Linked DNA regions of Zea mays: region 2 is linked to region 1. A link is a contact called in public Hi-C data. All regions are on one chromosome and are shown on one strand. Each heading gives the region's core, a stretch centred on a gene start, on an enhancer-like site or on the middle of the called end of the contact. The rest is flanking DNA. Distances are from core to core; before and after follow the strand shown.

The links. A called contact is a pair of places that touch in the nucleus more often than the background predicts.
Region 2: a Hi-C map of endosperm shows a contact between it and region 1, with 2.1 times the contacts expected there. The contact joins the promoter of LOC103642112 here to the promoter of LOC100279996 in region 1. A contact is called at or near these places in 3 of 25 Hi-C or Micro-C datasets (endosperm, root tip and tassel).

The regions. Positions count from the first base shown.
Region 1 is chr10:146,855,133-146,861,108 of Zm-B73-REFERENCE-NAM-5.0, forward strand. LOC100279996 (Beta-D-xylosidase 4) reads right to left here and starts at 2,494. Exons shown (of 7, transcript NM_001353463.1): 1 at 1,972-2,494; 2 at 346-630. The coding sequence starts at 2,406.
Region 2 is chr10:147,094,171-147,100,146 of Zm-B73-REFERENCE-NAM-5.0, forward strand. It overlaps LOC103642112 (ABC transporter B family member 19-like), which reads right to left and starts at 3,170. Exons shown (of 9, transcript NM_001322813.1): 1 at 2,633-3,170; 2 at 2,439-2,493; 3 at 1,633-2,009. The coding sequence starts at 2,923.

The DNA of each region.
Region 1 (5,976 bases), core at 1,244-3,743:
GCTGCTACTGTCGGTGTGAAGGAACTTTTGGTCCGATCTACGGCATCACATCACTAAAAGGTCCATCGGGGACGGAGGTCCATACTCCATACATGTAAGCAGAACGGGCATGGATGGATCAGGACAGGCTGGTGGCTGCCACATGGGTCAATCACTCATCCGTCCGTCCCCAGCAAGCTGACCCTGACGCGCTTTTCTGTGCTGCAGCAGGTGCAGGTGCAGGTGCAGCCGCCGTGCCGCGCTGCGCAGTGTGCACGGCAGCAAGGCAGGGAGCCAGGGACGACACATTGATACTTGCACGGGCCTAGCAAAAGCATGGTAGCAGGCGGCTTTATTTTGGCTTACCACGGCGTCGAAGGTGTAGCGCTCGACGCCCTTCCAGTTGTCGACGTCGTAGGCGGTGTAGTGCTTGCAGCATGCGGCGACCTTGAGGGCGCCGGCGCCGGACACCGCGCCCTGCAGCCCGGTGACGTAGCCGACGGCGTACTTGCTGGTGAGCAGCGGGTCCTCGCCGGGGGTCTCCTGCCCGCGGCCCCACCGCGGGTCGCGGAAGATGTTGATGTTGGGGCTCCAGAACGTGAGCCCCGCCAGCCCCACGTTGTGCATCGCCCGCGCCTCGTTCGACACCACCTGCCAGCCAGCCAGTTCATGTTATGTTATGCTCATCAGGTTTCGGTACGCACGATGCACGTATTTGCGGGTGACGGATGCAGACCGATATTTCCAATGTGTGGCCCTTGTCTGCTTGCGCTGCTGCACAAGTGCCCGTGCCCCGTGACCCTGAGGCCATGGTGCCGTACCCATGTCCTGCCGTAAATCTTCAACGGCCACCGGAGCCGGACAGAGGACAGAGATCAGTCGCGGTCGCGTTGCACCTTGGGGCAGTTGGATTGGGTCACCAACGCCGCAGTACTTACTGACATAATTACGTTCGGGCACACCCTCTAATCAGTCAGTCCTTGCCACGGCCCACGCGGTACCTTTGCCTTTTGCTTAAGGGTGAGGAACCCCAATGATGCTTCTTGACGCGTGACATGTGAACATATAAATAAACTAGAGCATATACTGTAGACAAAGGACGCCAGTGCTCCTATGCGCAAAATACATCCAATCCATCCGTTAATATCCAACGGTATACCGGTTTTTTTAAATAAACAGCACTAACGTGAAGAGCGTGGGAGGACTTATTTACAAAAATGTCATAACACATTAACACCATTGGATACAGAACGGATGGTTTGAATGCATTTTGAGCATGAGAGCACCCTTGTCCTTTGCCTACAGGATATGCTCTCTAAATAAACAAACCTAAGACTCAGCGCTAGCAATCTTTTTTTTTTTTACTCCTTTTCCCATTTTTTTTCAAGATCGAGGTCCTCTTTTTGTGCTCGACTCGACCGGGCCGTCGCGTCGCCACTGTTTTGCCGTTTCGATCAGACGATGCAATGTAAATGCGGGTTACTTCACTACGATAACCGTACTACGGAGCATACATGGCACATCCCCATCGGCGGCAGCAGCAGCAGCTGCAGCTGGTACGAGACTGCGTCGCCGATCGATGCCAGTGCGCGAGGCCGCCGCCCGCCGGCGAAAAGAATCCAAACGGGACGATAGCATAGCATAGCAGCACACGGTCCGGCACGGCGGCACACGCTTTTGCGGCTTTTTTTTCCCTGCCGCGCATCGCATGAAGGGAAAGTTGGGAGGGAAAAGCAAGGCACACCGAACCGAATCGCGATCGCCCCGTCTCGGCAGTCGGCGGCTCACACCAACCGGCACCGCCAAACCTCGCCGACGAATCAACCACCCCCGCACTCTCTCGTCTCCCCCCACCCCCACCAAGCGCGATCGATCGAGAATGAATGGCAATGCAGTGCTGGACCCGGTGCAAATTAATAAACGCTAGGGAACGGAACGGGACGGGGCAGAGGAGCAGCAGCAGCAGAAGGAAAAACAACGGCGTCCGCTCACCTCGCCGATGGCGCGGAAGAGCGTGGCGTTGAACGACGCCGCCGTGAGGATGGGCTGCGGGAAGCTGGTGGCCCCGGGCACCAGCGGCGAGAACCGGGTGCCGGGCCCCACGTAGGAGACGCCGTGCAGCGCCTCCGACCACCACTCGTACAGCGGGACGCCCAGCCGGGGCAGCGCCGCCTGCTTGTCCACCAGGAACCCCACCTTCTCCGCCAGCGTCAGCCGCGACACCAGGTCCGCCGCGCGCGCCGCCGCCGCCGCCGACCGGTTGCAGAACCCGTACGACGCCAGCGTCGCGTTCGACGCGTCGCACGCGAACGCCGGCGTCTGCGCGCGCGCCACATTGGGGCAGCAGAGCAGCAGCAGCAGCAGCAGCGCCGCCGCCGCCGCCACGGTGGCCGCCAGCGCGGCCGAGGCCGGGGACGACGCGGACATGGTATATAGCTAGGCAGCTACTAGCTCGCTGCACCTCCCCAAACCTCTCGAATGAGATTGATTCTTGGTCACCACCAGCACCACCCCGCTCCCGCTCGTAGCACAGGCGCTGGCAGCGGCATAAATAGAGTGCTCAGAGTGGCGCTCGCGGCACGGTGGTGCGTGGTGCGAGCTATTGCGATAGCTAGTGAGGTGAGGGACTGGGGGCGTCCCCGTGACCGTGAAGGGAGGGCCGACGTGGGAGGCGCCCTTATTTTTCTCGTCCTGCTCTGCTGTTTTTTCTTCACAAACAAATCGTTAAGTTCTCTTCTTTGCTAGCACTGTGCTCGCGCCTTGTACTCTACCGAGCCCGTGACGAGATTCTTGGAGCCATCCTTCGAGGCTTCCAGCTATCCTCCTCCCCTGACCGTCCCTCTCGATAAATGCATGAACTGTGCGTTTAATGGGTCCACTTCTCCAACAAAAAATACTTCAAAATAGTGCCTCAAAAATTAAAATACTATATAATATGTTTTGGACACTAAAAATAAATTAAACTCGAACAATCAATCAAGTCCTAAATCATGTATTTTAAGGAGTAAAGTTTATTATTCGAAAAGAAAGCGCTGAAAATTATATAGAAATAAGGATGAGACACTAATATGACGTATAATATATTTGTTTCATTTTACGATGTGTGCTATATTTTTAAATAAAAATTTGTAAAATAAGACATTGTTGGTTTTGTTTTTTATAAGTTGGGTCTTATATTTTAAGATAGGGCATTAATTTAGGACAATGTTAGAGATGCTCTAAGGCTAGTTTAGAAGCTCAAATCTCCCTAGGATTTGGATGGAATAGAGGTGGAAAAAACTAAGGGCCCGTTTGTTTTATTTGAATTGAATTTTATTCTAATAACCATAATTTAGACACGAACTAATTAAATTAATATATTTATATATGTAATATGTTTGTATATTATTCTAGATTATATGAGAGCTAGTTATACACTACACTGATGATATAGATAAGCAAGTAAAAGAGTGTGCTATAAGTTGTACAATAGAGAAGTAGCATGTAAATCTATACAATCAATTTATATCTTTAACCATATGAATTTGCGATATGCTTATATATAAACTTTGGAAAGTTGTGGAATGTCACATTCTAAAAAAATAGCTTACTCCATTAGTTAGATTCTAATTTCTAAAAATGAATGGAAACAAACGGGGCCTAAGAGGATTCGAGTTTTCAAACTATCTCTAACAGGTGCGGTTGCGTTACTAATCTAGGCTAAGGGGAGTCTAGGGATTGATTCTATTTAGAGTTTGTGTGGTTCTAGAGTCTAAAGTTTAGTATGTGTCATATTGAATGTTCTAATGTAAAACATGAGTATTGAATATAGTCTAATTACAAAATAATTATATAGATGAAGACTAAGTAATGATACAAATTTAGCAGGGGGGTGAACGGGCCTTTAGACCGAGGCCAATTTCATGCGAAGTTACAAATGTTATTCCCTAGCTAATATTGTGGTTTCTCGATTGCTTTATGGTACGGTCTGTTTGATTTGATTTTTGGCACAGGCTTTTACCTCTCAAAAGCGATATTAAAGGGTTCAATCCAGCCAACCTTTTTTCCCCAAAAGCCAATCAAACAGACCCTTAGTCTAGTGGCATGTTGGTTGAATTGATGGTAATAATACATTGAATTAGAAACAAACATGGATGGATAGAGCAAAGAGCCACTCTATCATCAATTTAAAAATGCAAAGCATATTTTGGCTTGACAAGGTCTACAAAACTAAACTACTGTTTATCTTAAATTCTCGTCCTCCCAAAAAAACGTAAGCATAAAAAGTTAGTCTAACAGTTGATCCAACACTGCTATTTTTATGATTTGTGGGAACAGTATTACGTGGCTAATTTTCTAAAGAACGTGCGTTTTACTGATGTTTGTGGTGAACATTCACACCCTCTTCTGGATTAGCAGTTTAGTTAATGTGTTACATTTCAGTTTCAGTGGTATGGTAGGCAGTGAAGTGTTTTTTTCGGTCACTCTCGAGATGTGTCGGTCCTGTTTTTCTTATAGATGTTTATATCTAGACTAGATAATGTGTGGGTGTCCACATATCTGTAGGAACAGGTGCGTACGCGAATGTGCGTGGGGGATTTTATTACCCTATGGGATTTAGTAATAAGAACGGTGGCGCCGTAGCTGTCTGTAGCCGCTAACGTCCCACTCCCACCGATAGCGTGCACTAATGATTCAGCTGAGCTTACAAAAAGCAGATGCAAATCTCGGGAAAAAAAAAATTAGCAGGAGAGCAGCAGTGGCGCTTCACCATCGACGAAAGCAAAGGATTTGAAAATGGAGGCATACAAGTTACTTACCCCGGAACGTGGGCGGCCGTAATGGCGTTGCCGTTGTTACATACCCGGCCGAGTGAACGCAGTTGAGTTACGCAAGGTAAAGAATACCTGAGCGGGCCGACGACGTGAGCTCTGGCCTAGGCTACTTACCCCGGCCGGCGTACGTGACCGACGGACGGGAGATTCTTCGCGGTGGTGGTTGCCATTGCCATGGAAAGGGAAACGCAACAAAGGCGCACCGCACCTCCGGTGGTTGAGCCGGGCCGGCCATGTTTTTTTTTCTGAATAGAAGAACATCTATCAGAACCATCCCACAGTGTCGCGTCGTCATGAGCTTTTGGTCGCGGGACCATCGCGGTGGTGGTTAGGCGTACTGTTTTCAGCGGCCGTATATATATGCGCGGGGCAGTACAGATTCGAGGCCGTGTCGTCGTCGTCGTCATCCCCATCGCATGATGAACCAGCGCGCATCGACACACGCAGGGACCGTGCCTCCTCCTCGCAGTCCGGAAACTGGTTTCAGATGACCACACCGTTGCTGTTTCCCATGTGGATGTGGCCCTGTGATCCGCACCAATTTGGGTAATGAACAGCAGCGTCAGGTCCAGATGCCGAGCTCAAAGCTAGCTGTCAGCCAGATGGACCTTGGTTTGATTTCGCAAGTCAGAGCCGCGAGCATGCCCGAAATGCTTGGTTTACGTACGAAGAAACCTTACGGGTCAATGCACCGTCAGTATCCGTCTATACGACGATAGGAATACGAATCATATGGTAGCTTCGTCTGGAGCTTTATACCATTTCCCTTCCCCGGCACCATGCCGTAGAGCATACGCAACACATGTCTGTCTGTCTGTCTGTCTGTCTGTCTGTCTGTGTGGCAGGTTGCACCGCGCCATCTGGTAAAAAGGAGCAGCAGTCGTCTCGTCGTCAGAAAGATCGCAGAGTCGATGCATTGCAGGTTGCTCCGCTCTATCGTCGGAATGTCAAATGCACCTCCCCCTTTGCGAAAGTCAAATGCACCTTTGTTTTTGTGGACTGGTACATACATAGCTACCCTGTTGGGACTTTCAGGAATGGTTGGGAGCAGAGCATGAACACCTATACCAGTTTATAAAGAGTGCAGTGGTTTGGGGGTTTACTACGATCTACGCAAATCTGCGTACTTGCTGCATGGCGACAGCACGAGTAGTACGTTGCGAGTTTGCGATCCTGCATCCTT
Region 2 (5,976 bases), core at 1,920-4,419, 240 kb after region 1:
CGTAGCATACACATTTCTGGAACACCTATCTATTGAACAAGTCAGCTTTTTGTAGGCCAGCCTTCTGTACCATACAACATAGCATGTTTAATCGTTGTCCTATAAAACTTGGCCTTTTTGTTACTCTCTTGCCATATAGAACATCGTATGTTTGACGCCACTTCATCCACCTGTTTTGATTTTATGACTAACATCTTCATGAATATCCCTATATCTCTATAGCATTGATCCGAATTACCTACTTGATCTTCCAAACTAACATCCCATACCTTCATATATAATGCTATAATCACATCTCATATATTGTGTTTTAGTTGTACTAATAGATCGTCAAACAAAATAATTTATACATAGTTCGGTAAATAAGTTAAATTGTGTAGGCCATGTTTAGTTGCCTTCTAGTAATTGCCACAATTCTTTGTCAAAACATGCCTAAGGTGTGTCTAACAATTTGCTCACCACATCCAAGGCACTGTGTGCCAAATATGTCTATGGAAGAGTAAGATTGTGTCAAGTCACAACTGCGGCAATGAAACAAGCCAAACATCCCTACACTTGTTGCTGGTAGCAGCATACCAGGGACAAGTATTTCATACTACTGAAAATAAAATTGATAGACTTGTGATTTCTGTTGAGTTTTAACTCTAGCCTATTCCAACTTGCTTGGGACTAAAAGACATTATTGTTGTTGTTAAAAACGAAATTGGCAGACTACAAGGCAACTGTAATTTCACATGAACAAGTATATGCCATTTTGTTTTAAAAAATAATGTATGTGGGTTCCTATGGAAAGGAACAAAGGCATTCTCCAGCCAGGCATTAAGCCTTGTATTATCAACAGTTGCTCATCAACAAAATATGGTTAAAAATGGTAGACTCGACTCCCAGACTCGTCTCTGGCACTACATATGTTTAACAAATTCACGTTGATCATATTTTACACCACAAAAGAATCAAAATTTATTATCCCAGCAGTGTTACATGATAAAATTATATTCAGTACTGCACCACAATTTACAGGCTACATAAGAAATATCACAATGGAAACTGCACATAATTAATATGCAAAATTTTCCTACAATCTACAGAAAATAACTAATAGGTCAATAGATAGATTGTCCTTCAGTTAGGCACAGCCTACCAAACCTAGTCACTTACATATATTAAATTAAACAGCCGTGAGCCCTTTTTACTACTTTCACCGAGTGACCAACCTAGTGCAAATAGGCCCCCTTGAAATAAATCCACAAGTAGAACATGGGGCGACAGCACCACCATACCAAAAGTTGAGGCAAACAAGTCGTGTGGAAAGCAGAAACCCACAAGGCATTTGCCCCACCAAGTTTGTCGAATGGCTCATAGGGTTCCCAAAGCATAAAAAGTCGAAAAAGAACAAACGGCATGTTGGTCAGTCGTCTTACAGCATAAAAAACAAGATTTTTTTGGCTCCTAATCAGCAGACAGCACCAACCCACCAGCCCAATTCCATCCCAAGTCCAAGCGCCCACTAAGAAATACATATGTTAATCGAACACGAATCCTAATCCTAATCCAAGAGAAATATATACATATACAATGGCACAAATCAACAGTATAGGTAAAGCAGCAGCCAGATTCAAGAGTTGCTGTTACCTGCTCGGCGACGACACCAGCATTGGTATAGGACTCCCGGCTTTTGGAAGTGAGCCCAGTGAGCGTGTACGCGTACAGGCCGCCGGCGAAGGCGATGGCCGGGATGACGGCCACACTGAGCAGCGCAAGCCGCCACGCCGAGACGAAGCCGACGACCAGCCCGGCCAGGAAGGTGGCGATGTAGTGCATGAAGTTCCCGACCTTCTCGCCGATGGCATCCTGCACGAGCAGCGTGTCGGTGGAGACGCCGAAGACGATGTCACCCGTGCGCGCGTCCGTGTCGAAGAACCCCACGTCCTGCCGCAGCACGGCGTCCAGGTACGCCTTCCGGAGCGCGATCACCTGGCGCTCCCCGGTGTACATCCAGCACGCGATCTCTGGGGAACGAAAGAATGCGGCTTCAGTCGGTGTGCAAGAATCGATAGCGTGGATGACTGCAACGCCATTGTGTACTGAAGCAGCAGGCCACGCCGCCGGCAGCCGGCCGGCATGGGCGCCGGCGAACTAGCTTGCCGGATTCGTCGACACGGGAACCAGACAAACATGGAAGTACGGAGTTATTGTTAACTTTTCCCCGTTTGGTGTGATGGTGACGGGACTTGTGTAACTGAGTGGGGTGGTCTTCGAGATGCCCCACCTGCACCTGCCATGCCTAGATCCTATTTCGCGAATAGGCCCCTGTTCTCTGTTACTACTACAGTATGCTTGAAAAGAGCCATGGTGCGTCGGCGAAGACAGGATGTGAAGGGTGGATCGTACGAAAGTCGAGGGGGCGGGGAATGGCGGAATGGATAGGGGGAGGTCACCTGCGTATGAAGAGACGCAGACCACCAGCCCCAGGTAGACGAAGTAGAGCGCATACTGCAAGTGAATAAGCACAGGTGAGAGTAAGAGTTGCGGTAACAAGCGGCGATCTTGGCGAAAGGAACCGTATCCGAGATAGGCAACAAAGTACAAACGAAAGTTGTTCGAGTGAGCGAAGAATGAAGAACGGACGGACCTTGGCGACCTCGTCGGTCATGGTGCGGAGGTCGGTCTGGTTCTTGCCGAAACCGTTGATGAGGTCGCCGAAGAGCAGGAAGAAGAACGGCATGGCGGCGCCGTGAGCCAGCGCGCCCAGGCTGCCCGCGGCCATGAGCATCAGGTCCCACTTGTCGGCGAACGAGAAAAGCTCGTGGAACGCCACGGCCTGGTCCCCCCTCTTCTTCCCCTCCCCCGCCGCATCGCCGCCTCCCCCTCCTCCGTTCGCCACCTTATCCGCCTTGCCGTCCGTCGCCGCCGACTCCGCCATCGCAATGCGCTCCCCCGCCTGACCCGGAGTCGGACCTCGACAGCGCGCTCTCACTCTCAGGCCGCAGCCGCCGCGCCCTGCGGCATCTGTGAAGATGTCGCCGCTTTTGCTTGCCTCCTGGCCTCCGGTAGGGCTGGCGGTCTGCAAAGTGAGGGAGAGGGAGAAATTCGGAAGCGCCCTCGGTATCTGTGACGTGCAGTGGAGGTTTTTGGTGGTGGTGGTGAGCTTTTGTGTTCGGCGCTGCGATGCTCAGAGAAGCTAGCGCGGAGTCGAGGCGACTGATAAAGAGGAAGGGCAGTGCAGTGCAGTGTGGGCGCGGGGTCAGGGAGAGCCACAGGCCAATTCCGCTCACTGGCGGTGAGCTTTACCGCTCGCTCCGCTCTTTCACCTGGATTGCTATTTGCAAACTTGGAAAAAGATTTCGTGGGTCTAAACTGCTATAAATTGGGCGGCTAAAGAATTGGCGCATGAAAAGTGCTTTAGTTTGTGCAAAATGTTTGCTAGCTAGTAGAGGCGGGCCAAGATTTTTTCTATGGCATAGGGCATGTACAAATAAAAAACTTTGGATTGGTTTCCAAATTACAAGAGATTGGATATGCATCTTTTATCTTTTCAATAATAAATTCAATTAAAAATAATATATATGAATAGTCATGTAGAGACGTGCTCTTCGTGAAGACCATGTCTATTATATTTTTTAATTAACCCTCTAGAGTTCACTTAAGAAACTCTATATCAAATTAAGTTGTACATGCCCTAGATCAAACATATTAAATTTTATTCTCTTCTTTCTATCTAATTTGTTTTATGTTGTATTAGTTAGACATTTATATATAGAGCCCTGGGCCATGGATCCGGATCCGGTGGCCCGGGTGTAGAGTAAATATAACACGTCGATAATTTATAGAAAACCAAACAATTATCTATATAAAATAGAATTGCAAGGTAACCAAATGATTTTAGAAGCAGACAAAGAACACAGAACACGGGAAAATACTAAGTTGCATCTTATCTTACTAATTAATTAAGTTGTCAAGATGCTTAGTTTGGCATAGTTTTAAAAGACATGCATTCATGTTATTGGTTCCGCTTACTAATCATAAGAACCATTTTGCCTAATATAATGTTTTAAATACATGTATGGATGAGGTTTAAAATCAGACACCCGCGGAAAAAGGACGAGTAGTTTAGGACAGTTTTAATGGAGTTTCATGAGACAGGTTCACGAGCATTAAACAAACTGATGTGATATAATATTGACGGACATGGATATGATAAAAGTTACAGGATGAAATAGGGGTTTTATGGAGATGAAACACGTCTAATAAACTATTCTAATATATATATGGTAATCTTAAAAACAGTGAGACGAACGAAACTTCCACTAAAACCAAACATAAAACTACCGTATAATTTTGTGATGAAGTTTGGACCTGCGATATCTCTCTTTTATTTGACGACAAACGAGGTAGCTCAACACTCTCGATTTGTCCGAGTTTTGGTAAGCATCAAGACCGAATGCAATGTTTAGTGTATATATCTGTGCAAGATTTCAAGCATCACCCAAAAGAAAATCATTTGAAAACAATGAAGAGAAAATTTGAGATACTTGAAGCATACATCAAACATTAGACGTCGATACCCCTTGATGTCACTTTGCATTACGTAAACCTTTTTTTACATAACCAGTGTGGTTGTGGTTGCTCTTAGAAATGGAATTGTGTCGTCGATAGAGATGGCAACGGGCACATTTTACCCGCGTGCCCGCGGGTAAAAACCCTATAGGATGCGGGTTTGGGTGTGAGTTTGTACCCGTGAGTACGGGTACGAGTTTGATTCTCAACCCGACGAGTTTTTTCTCGTGGGTATGAAAATGGTGTACCCGTGCCCGCAAACCCGCATACCCGCGTGTGTGTCTGTGTAGACTGTAGAGCACATGCATCTCAATTTAGTGTCACCCCAAAAGCTTTGAGCGAGCGGAGCCAATCAAATGATATAAAAGAAGACTACAGACGTCGGGGAACTCGTAGAACTCTTGGCTATGATCGGTACATGTTTTTACCAGTTTAATAAATATTTATTATGTGCTATCAGTTTAATAAATATTTATTATATGGTTGTGCCCGCGGGTGCCATAAACCCGCGGGTAGCGGGTTTGGGTAACATACGCTACCCATCGCGGGTAGCGGGTACGGGTTTAACATTAATCTCACAGGTACGGGTTTGTAATCTCTGTACCCGCGGGTTTTAAACCCGTTGCCATCCCTAGTCGTGGAAATACTTTAGGGAAAAAAATTCTGAGTCCTCTTTTATTATTGGCCAAGCCAGTATGTACCACTTCACCGGGTTGTACTAGCATGTATTCTGAATCGTCTAAGACTTTATTCGGGTAATTTAGTATTGGACTCAAACAAAATATGTTAACGTGTAGAATGGAGTGTAAATTAGTTTAAATTATATCTAAATTCATGTTAATATAAGTGGATTGACGTTAATAATAGAATACCCAAACTAGTATAAAAAAAGAAACGGACTGTCCAAGTTGATATTATAGTAAAAGGTCATCGACAGGTCGTACTCCTACTATAGTAAAAAAATGAAAGATTGTTTACCACAAGTAGAAATTGGCGGTAGGATTGATTGGTAAAGCGAAAACGGGCATGCGAGCCAGTGACAGTCTGACAGACGGGACACCTCGTTAATCGGCCAAGACGAGTAGGCTGAAGTTGACCAGTAGCCTCCGCCTGCGCAGCGCCGCGCAGTCGCGACTCACGAGCGAGCGGCGCCTTGGGTCGGTCACTGGCGGTGACGCCACCGCAGCCCGCCTTGGGGAGCAGTGAAGTAAATAGAATACTGTACGTAGAATATAAAGAGGAGAGAGGGGGAGATTTGGAGCCGAGAAGAGTGGGGAGGGGAGGGGAGGGGAGGGGACGAGTCGGGGCCAGCCGGTGGGACCAGGGCAGCCGCAGGCCGCAGAGCACAGGCAGGAGTCAGGGTCACTGGCTCCCGCTGCTGTGATTCCGGTCCACGGCGCTCCGCCCATGTGCCCTGGC